2 separate regions of the Sus scrofa genome follow, and region 1 is linked to region 2. A link is a contact called in public promoter capture Hi-C data. All regions are on one chromosome and are shown on one strand. The core of a region is the stretch at or near the end of the contact, and the rest is flanking DNA. Distances in the headings are between cores, read along the strand shown.

Region 1 (6,002 bases), core at 911-3,410, 440 kb after region 2:
GTCTCACCCTACTCCTACTCCTTAACTCTTGTCCCTTCTGGCTGTGTGACTTTGGGCAAGTTGCTCACCCTCTCAGAGCCTCCGTTTCCTCCTCTGAGAAATGGGCACAATCCCCATACCTGCTCACAGCTGTTAGGGGCCTGCACTGGGGTAGTGACACACATTACAGACCCAGCCCATGGCACTTAAGTCAACATATTTTTCTTCCTGGGGGGCCTGGCGCGGGGGCTGGCAGGAGAAGGTGGGAGGGATCACATGGATGTGATCAGCCTGCCCTTGAGGAGGGCTGGTCCACTGGCCTAGAACTCCCTGCTGCTTCTGTTCCCAAGGGAAACCTGCTGTTTTTGCTCTCCTGCCTCAGCCTGATCCCTATGAGGTCCTTGGGGGCAGGACAGATGCTGGTCACCCAGAGGCCTCCCTGGCTCCCCACACTTCCGTCTCAGCTGCCCCGGGCCCCCCACCACCACCTCCCCCACCCTCCGCTCTGCCCATTCCCGTTGAAGGCCACAGCTCTCTGTCCCTCTGCGCTGCCATGAGGCCTGCATTTTGCAGGGTGAAGTCCAAAGTTCAGTCCCTTCGCTAAGCACACGGATAAATATGAACCTTGGAGAATTTCCCCAGCTCCAATGTAAACAGAGCGGGCAGGGGCCCTGATTCACTGGCCACTGGGGCCAGGGTTGGGGGTTGGGGGTGCCCACAGGGCTTGGCTAGTGGGGTTTTGGGGGGCAGCAGGTGTAAGGAGCCTGGTTGGGGCCTGCCTGCTGGCCGGCCAGCCCACGCGGTGGGGGAGGCGGCGGCTCGCAGTCCTGGGGCCGCGTGGCCCAGCGCTAGTGGAGCCATGGTCTCCAAGCTGAGCCAGCTCCAGACGGAGCTCCTGGCGGCCCTGCTCGAGTCGGGCCTGAGCAAAGAGGCGCTGATCCAGGCGTTGGGTGAGCCAGGGCCCTACCTTCTGGCCGGAGATGGTGCCCTGGACAAGGGGGAGTCCTGCGGTGGTGCACGAGGAGAACTTGCGGAGCTGCCCAATGGGCTGGGGGAGACGAGGGGCTCCGAGGACGAGACGGACGACGATGGGGAAGACTTCACACCACCCATCCTCAAAGAGCTGGAGAACCTCAGCCCAGAGGAGGCGGCGCACCAGAAAGCTGTGGTGGAGACCCTTCTGCAGTAAGGACCCCTGCCCTGTCCCAGCTCCCAAGGAGCCCAGTGGGTCTACCCTCAGCTCCTGACCAGCCCTTCCCAGTCTAGAGTCCCGTGAGTGGTGGCTTTTAGCATGATTGTTGGGAAGGGGGACAGGGCCCACGAGAGCTTGGAAGGGGGTGGGGTGGGGATCCTGGCTTGGAGGTTGGAGGCTTCCGTCCCCTTCCCTGCTCTCGGCAGGGTCCTGAGTCCCCATGAGCTAAGGCGTTCCGCCCGGATCATGCTGCAGGGGAGCTCTGAGACAGGGACAGAGCAGGAGAGTCCATGATTCAAGGGCCCGGACAAATGTGGGGAGAGGGGTTATTTTTAGCCATCATGACCATTTCTATTCCCCAAACCCTAACTCCCCTGCTAGGCACCAGGACGCAGCACTGGGGAGGGGGAGCCCAGGATAGGGTTTTTGGGGGCTCCCCTGGCCTCCCCAGAACTCAAGCATTCAGCCAGGAGAGCTGGGGTCTTTCTTACCTGAGGGAAACAGATTCTTCAGGGCGGGAAGTGCTCCCCTTTCCAGCACAGCCTCAGGCCCCTACCTCACCAGGGGCCTCCCTGCTCTGCACGCCCACCCCCTGGCTGGCTCCCCAGCTCCCAGAGATCTCAGTGGGTCTGAGCCCAATGCCTCCCCTCTCCTCAGCAGAGCTGACCTGGTTACTAATTACCCACAGGCTTTATTATTTCTCTTTTGTTTTATAAATTTATAAATGGCAAAAGGCTCTGATAAGGCCTGTGATCATTAACTTGTAGGGCTGGTGGCCTGGGGCAGCCTGAGCCAACCGACTTCCCACCCAGCAGGGGTGGGGGATGGGGAGGCTAGAGGTGAGGGAAGGGGGGCCTGGGGGCTGCAGGGACGGCCCCTCCTCTAAGGCTCTGTAACCTCCACCCCAAGGGCTGGGCAGAAGCCCTGTGGAGGTTTCTCATGTGTAATTTCAGGCAGTGTTGAGATGAACTCCGGAGGAAGCCAGGGATCACTGCTTCACAGACCAGGGGAACTGAGGCTCAGAGCGGGGAAGTAGCTTGACTAAGGCCACCCACCTCAGACTCCACCCCACCCTCTTTGATGCCCTCAATGGCTGTGCCGGGGGGCAAGGGGCCAGCTGAGGGGGTGGCTGAGGGGTCTGAGAAAGAGTCCCAGGGGCCATCTCTTTTCTGTCCAAGGTCCTGATCCCAGCTTGGGGTGGGGGAGGGCTGGATCCCCACCTCAAGGGGCCCTCTGGGTCTGCCAGGCCTTGTGTAGGCCCGGGCAGGGGGCAGGGGAGCAGCCAGGGCCCCCTGACTTGGCAGGAAGACGAGGGCAAAGGGCCCTGTCGGCTGCAGGGGAGGGGCAAAAAGTCAGGCATCAGCCGACCCAGGGTGGAGCTGGGCCAGACCTGCTCAGGGCCCCAGATGGGATGAGGGGCTTTCGGTGGGGAGTGGGGGCAGGGGGTGCCAAAGGCCTTACCTGGCTGGGTGGGGCCTCTTGGTCAGCAGCCCCTTTGGTGAGACGGTGGGTGGGGGGAAGTCTTGATCCACAGGTCCTGAGTGGGGAGCAGGGGTCAAAGTGCTCCCTGGGGACCAGCAGAGACCTGGAAGCTGAGGGAGAGGGGACACCTGGAGGAAGAGATGGAGAGAGAGACCTGGAGAAGCAGCATGGAGCGAAGAGCCAGGAGGGGAGAGGGGCTCACAGGCAGCTGGGAGAAGGGGCTGGGGAGAGAGCGAGGTGCCCCAAGCTGTGAGGAGGCTGGAGTGCTTCCCTCCCACCCCATCGGGTTTTCTTTAATGCTAACAGCATGCTATTTACTTTCCATTTAAATTTGAGATGTTGCTATAAATTATCAACCAGCTCCTTGTTCCTGTGGAGTTTATAACTAACTACCTGGGTTACTTATTGTTCAGGTAACAAAAGGGACCTGAAAACGCCCTGAGGGGGGAAAGTGGGGCCTCAAGCCTCAGGGCATAGGCTGGAGAAGGGTGGGCAACCCCCCATGAAGACCTGGGCAGAGAGAGAGGTTGAGGCTGGAAAGGATGGTGAAGAGGCAGAACTTCCCCTGGAAGCCAAGTGTGACTAAGTGTGACCTTGGGCAAGTCTCTTCTTCTCCTTCTGCCTCCATTTCCCTTCCTGGACAATGAGTAAAATTCCAACTCCCTGCCCTGGTTCCCTGCCCTCTTCCTAAGGGACCTCTCTCCCTCTCTCCCTCCCTTCCCTCCAGTTACACTACACTGACTTTGCTGATCCCCACCTCAGGGCCTTTGCACATGCTGTGCCTTCTGCCTGGAGCCCTCTTTCCAGCTCTTCTCAGGGCCAACTCCTTCTTCTCTTTCTGCTCAAATAGCACCTCCTCAGGGAGGCCCTCCCTGACCACCCTTCTGAAATTAAGTCCCCCCCAGTCACTCCCTCCTCCACCGCTTTCATTGACTTTCTCCTGAAACTTAATCATTATTTAGGATAAGTTTAAATGATAAAATAAATAAAAAGATCATTATTTATCTTCTTTGTTTTTCATCTCCTGCCATGACAACAGAAGCTCTTTCAGAGCCCTGTTCACCAATCATACATCTGATATCCAGCCCTGTGGCTGACATGGGGCATGAATGAATGCATGACTAGGTTTCCCTGAGGCTCTGGGGACATCTGCTGCTATGGCCAAGGGAGGAACCTGTACCCAGGGCCTCCAGTCCTTGAGTAGCTCAAACCCTAATCTTGAAGGTCTCTGACACTCTCTATTGCGCAGTGACAAGGCATTGAGACCCAGGAAGACAGTGGCCAAGGGGGGACAATCTGACACCCCTGATGAGGCCAGCCTGCCTGGGCTCAAACCTTAGCTCTGCCCATTCTAGCTCAGGCAGATGATTTCATTTTTCTGAACCCCAGTGTTCTCTGCAAGGTGGCGCTGATGATAACGCTTATGTATGGGGTTATAACACCTAAGAGCAGCAAATGGTTGCTGTGGCCGGTGATCCCATTTTACAGATGAGCTAAGTGAGGCTCAGAGAGACCTGCCCAAGATAACTTCTGCAAAGCAGTAAGGCCAGGACTTGGACCTAGGTCCCTGAGGTTGCGTGCTGGTCTTTGATACTTTCATCTCCCTCTTTACCCTGTCAGTCTTGCTGGGAACATGACAATCACCTCACTTCCATGCAGTGCTCTGGGGCTTACACAGGGCTTACAAAGGCATAAACTCCTTTCTCCTCCTGACAACCTAGGAAATGTTATTAGCCCCATATCAGAGTTGAGGAAACTGAGGCACACAGAAGTTAAGCAACTTCCCAGGGCCACCCGGAGATTGAGTGGCTGACCTGAAATTCACCCTGAGAACTTGGGCCCCCTCCAGAGGAGTGGCCCTTTGGGCTGGTCTCTCAGCTCCGCAGCTTTGGACCCACTGAAACCCCGTGGGCTAGTGAGCAAAAGGCCCCAAGACTTGAACCTCTGATTGACCCCAGAACAGGGGAGGAAGGAGATGTGGACAGATCTTCCCCTCTCCTGGGCCCTCTTCTCTCTGCTGGGGGGACCAGGGGTTCAGGACCACATGGCTGATGAGAGTGATAACCTTACTTTTCCACTTACTGAGCACATATTCTGTGCCAGGCGCTAGCCTCAGCGTTTCACTCCTATTAGAAACGCATTCAGTGCTCCCAACAGCACTGGCGGGCAGGCATGGATTTATGGCCACGTTACAGGGGAGGAGTTGGGGGGTGCACGCACCAGGTTCGAGGTCGCAGTGGCGGGATCCGAACCCAGATTAGTTTCACTCTCAATCTATTAGAGTGAAAGCATGAGATGCCTGGAGACCTGGCCTCTTAGCTCTGAGTTGGGGAAACTGTCCTGAAAAAAAGCCAGGTTCTTCGAGACTCTGTGTGTGTGTGCCCATGTCTGTCTGTCTGTCTGTCGTGTGTATGTCTGTGTGTTGGGGGGTGGGTAGGAGAAAGAGCAGAAAATAGAGAGGCAGAGACAGAAGGAGAGAGTGAGAGAAATAAAGATAGACATAGACACATGGGGTCAGATGGACTGGGACAGGTAGTAAATCTTTAGTCTGAGCCAGGAGAGGCCCTGGTGAAGGAAGGCTGGGCAGCTTCTCTCTGGAGAAGAAGCAGAGGGAGGTGGCTCTCTCAGGAGGGCGATGACTGTGTTGGGGGGAGGGAGCAGGGAGGCCGTGGGGCAGCCCAGCCCCAGAATCAGATAAACATGTTTGCCAGGGAGCACAAGGCTGGACTTTGTCCTACCCTTCCCTCCTAGCTCTAACTGGCACCAGGGGAGCAAGGGAGGTGGCAAGGAGAAGGTTCTGGGAGCCCTGAAAGCAGGGAGACAGAGGCTCAGAAAGAGCCCTGGGAAAAGTGAAATATTCTTGAGTCCCAGCGAGGTCATCTTGGACAAGCACTCAGCTTCCTGAGCCTCAGCTTTCTCACCCGTGAAATGGGCATACAGGCAGTACCTACTTCCAAGGGTCATTGCAAGATTTCAACGACCAGCTCTGAGCACAGTGCCTGGCTCAGCATAAATACTCAAGACACATGAACTCTCACAGCTCTCATTTTTACACAAATGGGACTTTGCTGGACCAACTGCTGATTGTTTTAACTATACCTGTCCCCACCTTCCTTCCTCCCTCCCTGTATGGAAACTGCTGATAAAAAGGAGGAAGTCAGAGGGCCAAGGATGATGAAAGGCTCTGTGCCCTCATGTCTCAGAAGGGCATTGCCAATGGGGCCAGTGAAGCTGGTTCTCTGAAGAAGGAAAGAAGGGCCAGGGGAGAAGGCAGCGTGGGGTAGGCTTCGGAGTGCTGACTGGGTGGGATTATTTGGTTTTAGGTTTTAAAAATAATAATATCTCCAGT
Region 2 (5,497 bases), core at 2,971-5,470:
GTGCAACACTGACATCTAAGAAGGTGCCAGGTGCCTCAACACATTTCATTCCACCAGGGCCCTAAAACACCCCTGTGGAAGACCCCAGGTTTTTACCAGTGTGTTAATATTTCAAAAAGATGAATAAACCTCTAAGCATTTCATCACTTATCAACACTAGACATTTTGTTCTATACTTTGCAATACAATCCCTAAGATTCCAAGGGTTTTTGTCTGTTTGTTTGTTTTTGGTTTCTTTTTTACAATAATTCCAAAACTACCACAAAATCTGGCCTATTTTAAGATCCCAGGCTAGGTAGTTTGTTCAAATCTGGCTTTTGGAATATCCTTCTAGCAAGTTGGATACCAGGGCACATTGTCTTTAGAATTCCAGTTCAAGGGGTTTTGCTATCATCTTCCCTTCCAACACCAGAAAGTACTTTATATGAAGCAAGTTTATGTTCTACCAAGCTGCACTATCAGTGAAATTTCATTGGCAAGGTACCTGCCTCACTGGCTGGGCTTTAGACTGTCACTGTGTATGGGCTGTTGAAAAGAAAATCCCACATATACCACGTACTGAAGAATAACAGCTAACATTTCTTGAAGGCCAGACTCTGTACTAAGTATTTTACATGCACCATCTCATTCAGTTTGAAAGGAACATACCTGAAACAAGAACTCGGAAATCAGATCTTCTTGTAGGAGGCCCATTCCTCCCACCACGGGGCCACCCACCCCGACCTCCATAAGTCCTGGGGAACTCCACACGAAGGCGACACTGGCCATAATCATAACCGTTCCTTCCATAAATGGCATCTTCAGCATCTCTGCAAAGGAAAGTTTGGAGTTAGTGCTGCTCAGGAGGGCCAAGTGACTTGCCAGTGAATGGCAAGAGTAACAAGTATAAAAGAAAATCTCAAGTAAGGAAAAAAAAAAAACACACACACTCAAAAGAACAAAACTCTGGAATCTGATGCACTACTGCTTTAAAGACCTTTCACAATATTGGCAATAACTTTACAACTGTCACACAGGGTTCTCTAGGTATGAAATGATAATGGATAGAAAACAGATTAAGAGGACTAATTCAGAAAAAAATAAAGGGAGTTTATTTGCCAACAAAAAGAGTTCCCGTCGAAGCTCAGCAGCAACAAACCAACTAGTATCCTAGTATCTGTGAGGATGTGGGTTCAACCCCTGGCCTTACTCAGCGGTTTAAGGATCTGGCATTGCCGTGAGCTGTTGGTATAGGTCGCAGACGTGGCTCAGATCCTGAGTTGCAGGGGCTATATGTAGGCCATACAGCTCCGATTTGACCCCTAGTTTGGGAACTTCCATATGCCTCGGGTGCAGCCCTAAAAAGACCAAAAAAAAAAAAAAAAAAAAAAAAAAAGCCAATAAAAAAACAGTGTTTCTCTAATCTTGGTGAGCTGTTTCTCAGAATGTGCACCACACACTAGTCCTTTAATATTCTTCCTCAAGGCCTAGTATCATCACGTCCATAGAAAGAAAAACTCATTTAAAAAAAGGTAAGGTTCAGGAGTTCCCGTCATGGCTCAGTGGTTAACGAATCCAACTAGGAACCATGAGGTTGCAGGTTTGATCCCTGGCCTCGCAGGGATCCGGCGTTGCTGTGGGTTAAGGATCCGGCGTTGCTGTGGCTGTGGCATAGGCCAGCAGCTACAGCTCCGATTAGACCCCTAGTCTGGGAACCTCTATATGCCGTGGGTGCAGCCTTAGAAAAGACAAAAAACAAACGAACAAACAAAAATACAAAAAAAATGCTATTAAAAAAAAAAAGGTAAGGTTCAAAAGACAAAGGAACATTAGTGTTTTGTGAGGAATTTGGAATTCCCTCAAGTGTACCTTTTCAGCATGGTTTGGAATATTAAATTGTCAAAACCATTCTTTGGGTACAGTTTCCCCAAAAGAGCTAAACATCCAATAGAGTAATGCTTTTAACTCTTTTCTAGGGTGGTAGAGAAGGAAGCCAAGTTGGTTCTCTTGTATTGACGGGAGAAAGAATGCCATCAGGGGTTGGGAGGACAAGCAGAACCAAAGATGGACTAATGAAGGCATCATTCGGTTGTCACAAGCACATAATCACTTACCAAGATTCTAGTCACAGGATTAAAAGCAAGGAGGACCACAACCAGCTCAACCCTAGCTATATTCAAAATATAGTGGGAGAGAGGCAGAACTGCTAGGGTTTAAGATCTCACTATGAATAAAAATTGATCTCAGTTCAAATCATTCTTCTGCTACCTACCAGGCTGTGTCTAGGTAAGTATGTGATCAAGATTTTACAATTAGGAGTTCCCGTCGTGGCGCAGTGGTTAACGAATCCGACTAGGAACCATGAGGTTGCGGGTTCGATCCCTGCCCTTGCTCAGTGGGTTAACGATCCGGTGTTGCCGTTAGCTGTGGTGTAGGTTGCAGACACGGCTCGGATCCTGCGTTGCTGTGGCTGTGGTGTAGGCCAGCAGCTACAGCTCTAATTCGACCCCTAGCCTGGGAACCTCCATATGCCGCAGAAGCGGCCCAAAGAAATAGCAAAAAGACAAAAAAAAAAAAAAAAGATTTTAAAATTAAACGTGAGTAATATGGCCTGTCTCATAAGGTTTTTTATAAGGATTAAATAAGATACTATGTGTGGAGTGCTTTGCTTGAAACTTGGCATTTAGTAATATCAAAAGGTAACTTTTCTACTATGAAAGGAATGAAGGAAGAGATGACAATGAGGCATGTCATATAGTAAGACTGTATTCAAAGGAGCAGAAGAGGGGAGTCAAATTCTACCTTCCCTTAGTAGTCCTCTCTTTTATCAATTCTAAATCCTCAGTTTCCTCATCTGTAAAATGTGATTAAAAGCACCCATTTTATAGGCTGTTGAAAATGCTAAATAATACATAACATGGTGTATGACACATAGCATCAGTTAAAAAAAAAAAATCCTAGAACTGTATTACTAATTAATAGAACTGCAACCTTTTCCACCTTAGGTGTGAAGATGCCTAGTTTCACTTTTGAGGCAAATGATAAGACACTAGGGATGAACTGTCAGAATCTTCAGCCATCAAAACCTCAAGATGCGTCCTGCCTCCCCATCTCCCGAGGCTCCCCTTGCCTCCTACCACCACCCCGGACCCAGGGGCAGTCTTCGGAGTGAAGCCCACAGGGCACAGACTAGGCAACGTGCTTCCTGAGACAATGCTAAAAAATGGAGAACGGGTTTGGATTTACCCCGAGTGAGGTAAGCAGCACAGTGCAGTGACTTCTAAGAACCACCAACCTCAGTTTTGAAAGTCCTCAGGCCTTTTCTGGGCCAAGGGCCGACACTCTTTACAAAACCAAAGATTCCTTCGAGCTGGTTTCAGGATCGAGAGCTTCCAACTCCCCGGGGCCCTTAGCATCCAGAGTTGCCTCCCGCAATAGAGAAGACAGAGTGACATCAGAGATGCCAACAGACTGTTTTAGAAGTTTCCCCAAATCCCTGATGCTTTTATAAGAACGAGTCCCTGAGGCTGGCGATCTGTTCCATCAAAAGCCCCCTCGAAAGGCATCCATACTCCCGCACCAAGCTCCCTGCCAACGGAGAGTTCCAGCTGGGGGTGGGGTGGCCAGGGAGGGCGACCGACTACTTCTGCTCCTCACCCAGTCCTCTCCCGGGCCAGCTCAGGGGCCAAGCTTCTCAAGCCTTGGGCCGCTACCCGCGAAGGGTGCTTGTCCGGCTGTGAGGGAGAGAACGCCCGTCTGTACTATCGCGGAGGCCTGTCTGGGCGGGCTTGGGTCCTCACAAGGTCCGCCTTTTATGTTTTTAAGTAAAGTAAAAAATAATAACAGAGGAAGTGACGACGGATTAAAGGACGGCCCAGAGTCCCGCGGTGAGAGGCCTCAGCCTCCACCCGGGGGCGCCGTGAAGGGTCTACGGCGCGGAGGGAGGGGAGGCCCGGGAAAGGGATGGGGGATGAGGGAAGGAGGGGGCACAGGGCCTTAGGCCGGCGGGCGGTGCGGGGGCCTCACCGGGGGTCCTCAAAGCGCACGAAGGCGAAGGGCACGAGGCCGTGCCGATTCTTGAGCTCGATCTCGCGGATACGGCCGTACTTGTAGAACAGGTCCTCCAGGTCCTTCTCGCGCACGTCTGTCGGAAGGTTCCCCACGTAGATGCGCCCGTCGCCCTCGCCGCCGCGTTCGTCCGCCCAGCCCGACATCCGCACCGCCCGACGCCGCGGGCCCGCCGCAGCCCACGTCGCCGCCGCCGCCTCAGCCGGGGTCCCCCCGCAGCGTCCCCGCGGGCTCGGAGGCACTCAGCCGCACAGCATTGTGGGAAGGCGAGCGGAAGCGAAGGGGTCGGAGGAGGCAAAAGGAACCCTCTTAAAGGGGACGCGGCCACAACGACTGCGCGTGCGTGCAAGCCGGCGCCCCCTGTAGGTGCAAAGTGGGACCCTGGCGGCTGGAGAGAGCGAGACCTTGGAGTCGGGCGTTTTGGATTCACTTCAGTCACTCGCCAGCTGCGTGGACTTGGGCAAGTGACTCAGGCTTCCTGGGCCTCAGTTTTCTCCCTATGTAGCGCTGTCTACCTCATAGGCTTTTGTGAGCACTTACTGATATGACGAGGGTGTAGAAACCAGGGCAACCCCCGCGGGCCGTCACTCCGCGTGCGGGGCGCCGGAGAGAGGAAGTCGGCCGGGGCCTCAGGGCGACCCCCCAGCAGCCATCGCGGCCCTCAGCCTCAGGTCTGTAGCCTTCCGGGCCACCCTGTCCCTATTTTACTGTTGCTTAGAACTAAGGGTGTAAGGCGGGCTAAAATGGATGTGAGGGACCTGAGGTGGGCCCGGTAGCTTGGACTCGAAGCTTATCGGAGACTAGGAGGAAGTAAAAGAAACAAAACTATAGCGACCGTCACTATAGAGTGCTTCTCAAGATCTGTGCTTTTAATCCTCACCCAGCATGGAGGGATTGCAATGTCACAGGTGAGAAAACGTGTGTATCCTAATGGGGTTGGGTTTAGAACCCATGGCTACGCTTCCAGCCTGCGCGCTGAGTCCTTCAGAAGCTCAGGAGCTTAAGGTAGTCCCGTACTTTGGAACGTTTCCACATTTACATTCCATAGTGCAAAGCACTGACGTTAAAAGAGTGAGGCCTTGGAGTTCTCCATCCTGACTCAGCGGAAATAAATCTGACTAGCATCCATGAGGATGCAGATTTGATGCCTGGCCTCGATCAGTGGGTTAAGGATCCAGCGTTGCCCTGAGCTGTGGTGTAGGTCGCAGACGTGGCTGTGGTGTAGGCCTGCAGCTGTAGCTCCGATTTGACCCCTAGCCTGGGAACCTCCATATGCCACGCGTGTAGCCCTTAAAAAAAAAAAAAAAAGAATGAGGCCTTGCATCTAAAGAGTCTTGATCTAGAAAGATGTTTCATGTTGAAAATGAAACCTCTGAATTGTTGGATGGGTAGATATGTGAGAAAGTAAACGCAGCAGAATGTTAACTGTAGAATCTAGATGACGGGTGTA

Evidence for each region. Promoter capture Hi-C pulls out the DNA fragments that hold promoters and counts their contacts.
Region 1: a promoter capture Hi-C map of liver shows a contact between it and region 2, with 5 times the contacts expected there. The contact joins the promoter of SPPL3 here to the promoter of SRSF9 in region 2. A contact is called at or near these places in 1 of 5 promoter capture datasets (liver) and 1 of 47 Hi-C or Micro-C datasets (embryonic fibroblasts).

The regions. Positions count from the first base shown.
Region 1 is chr14:40,868,128-40,874,129 of Sscrofa11.1, forward strand. It overlaps SPPL3 (signal peptide peptidase-like 3), which reads right to left and starts at 2,161. Exons shown (of 13, transcript XM_021072705.1): 1 at 1,663-2,161. It overlaps HNF1A (HNF1 homeobox A), which reads left to right and starts at 692. Exons shown (of 10, transcript NM_001032388.1): 1 at 692-1,164. The coding sequence starts at 839.
Region 2 is chr14:40,429,730-40,435,226 of Sscrofa11.1, forward strand. It overlaps SRSF9 (serine and arginine rich splicing factor 9), which reads right to left and starts at 4,221. Exons shown (of 4, transcript NM_001195566.1): 1 at 4,006-4,221; 2 at 649-809. The coding sequence starts at 4,193.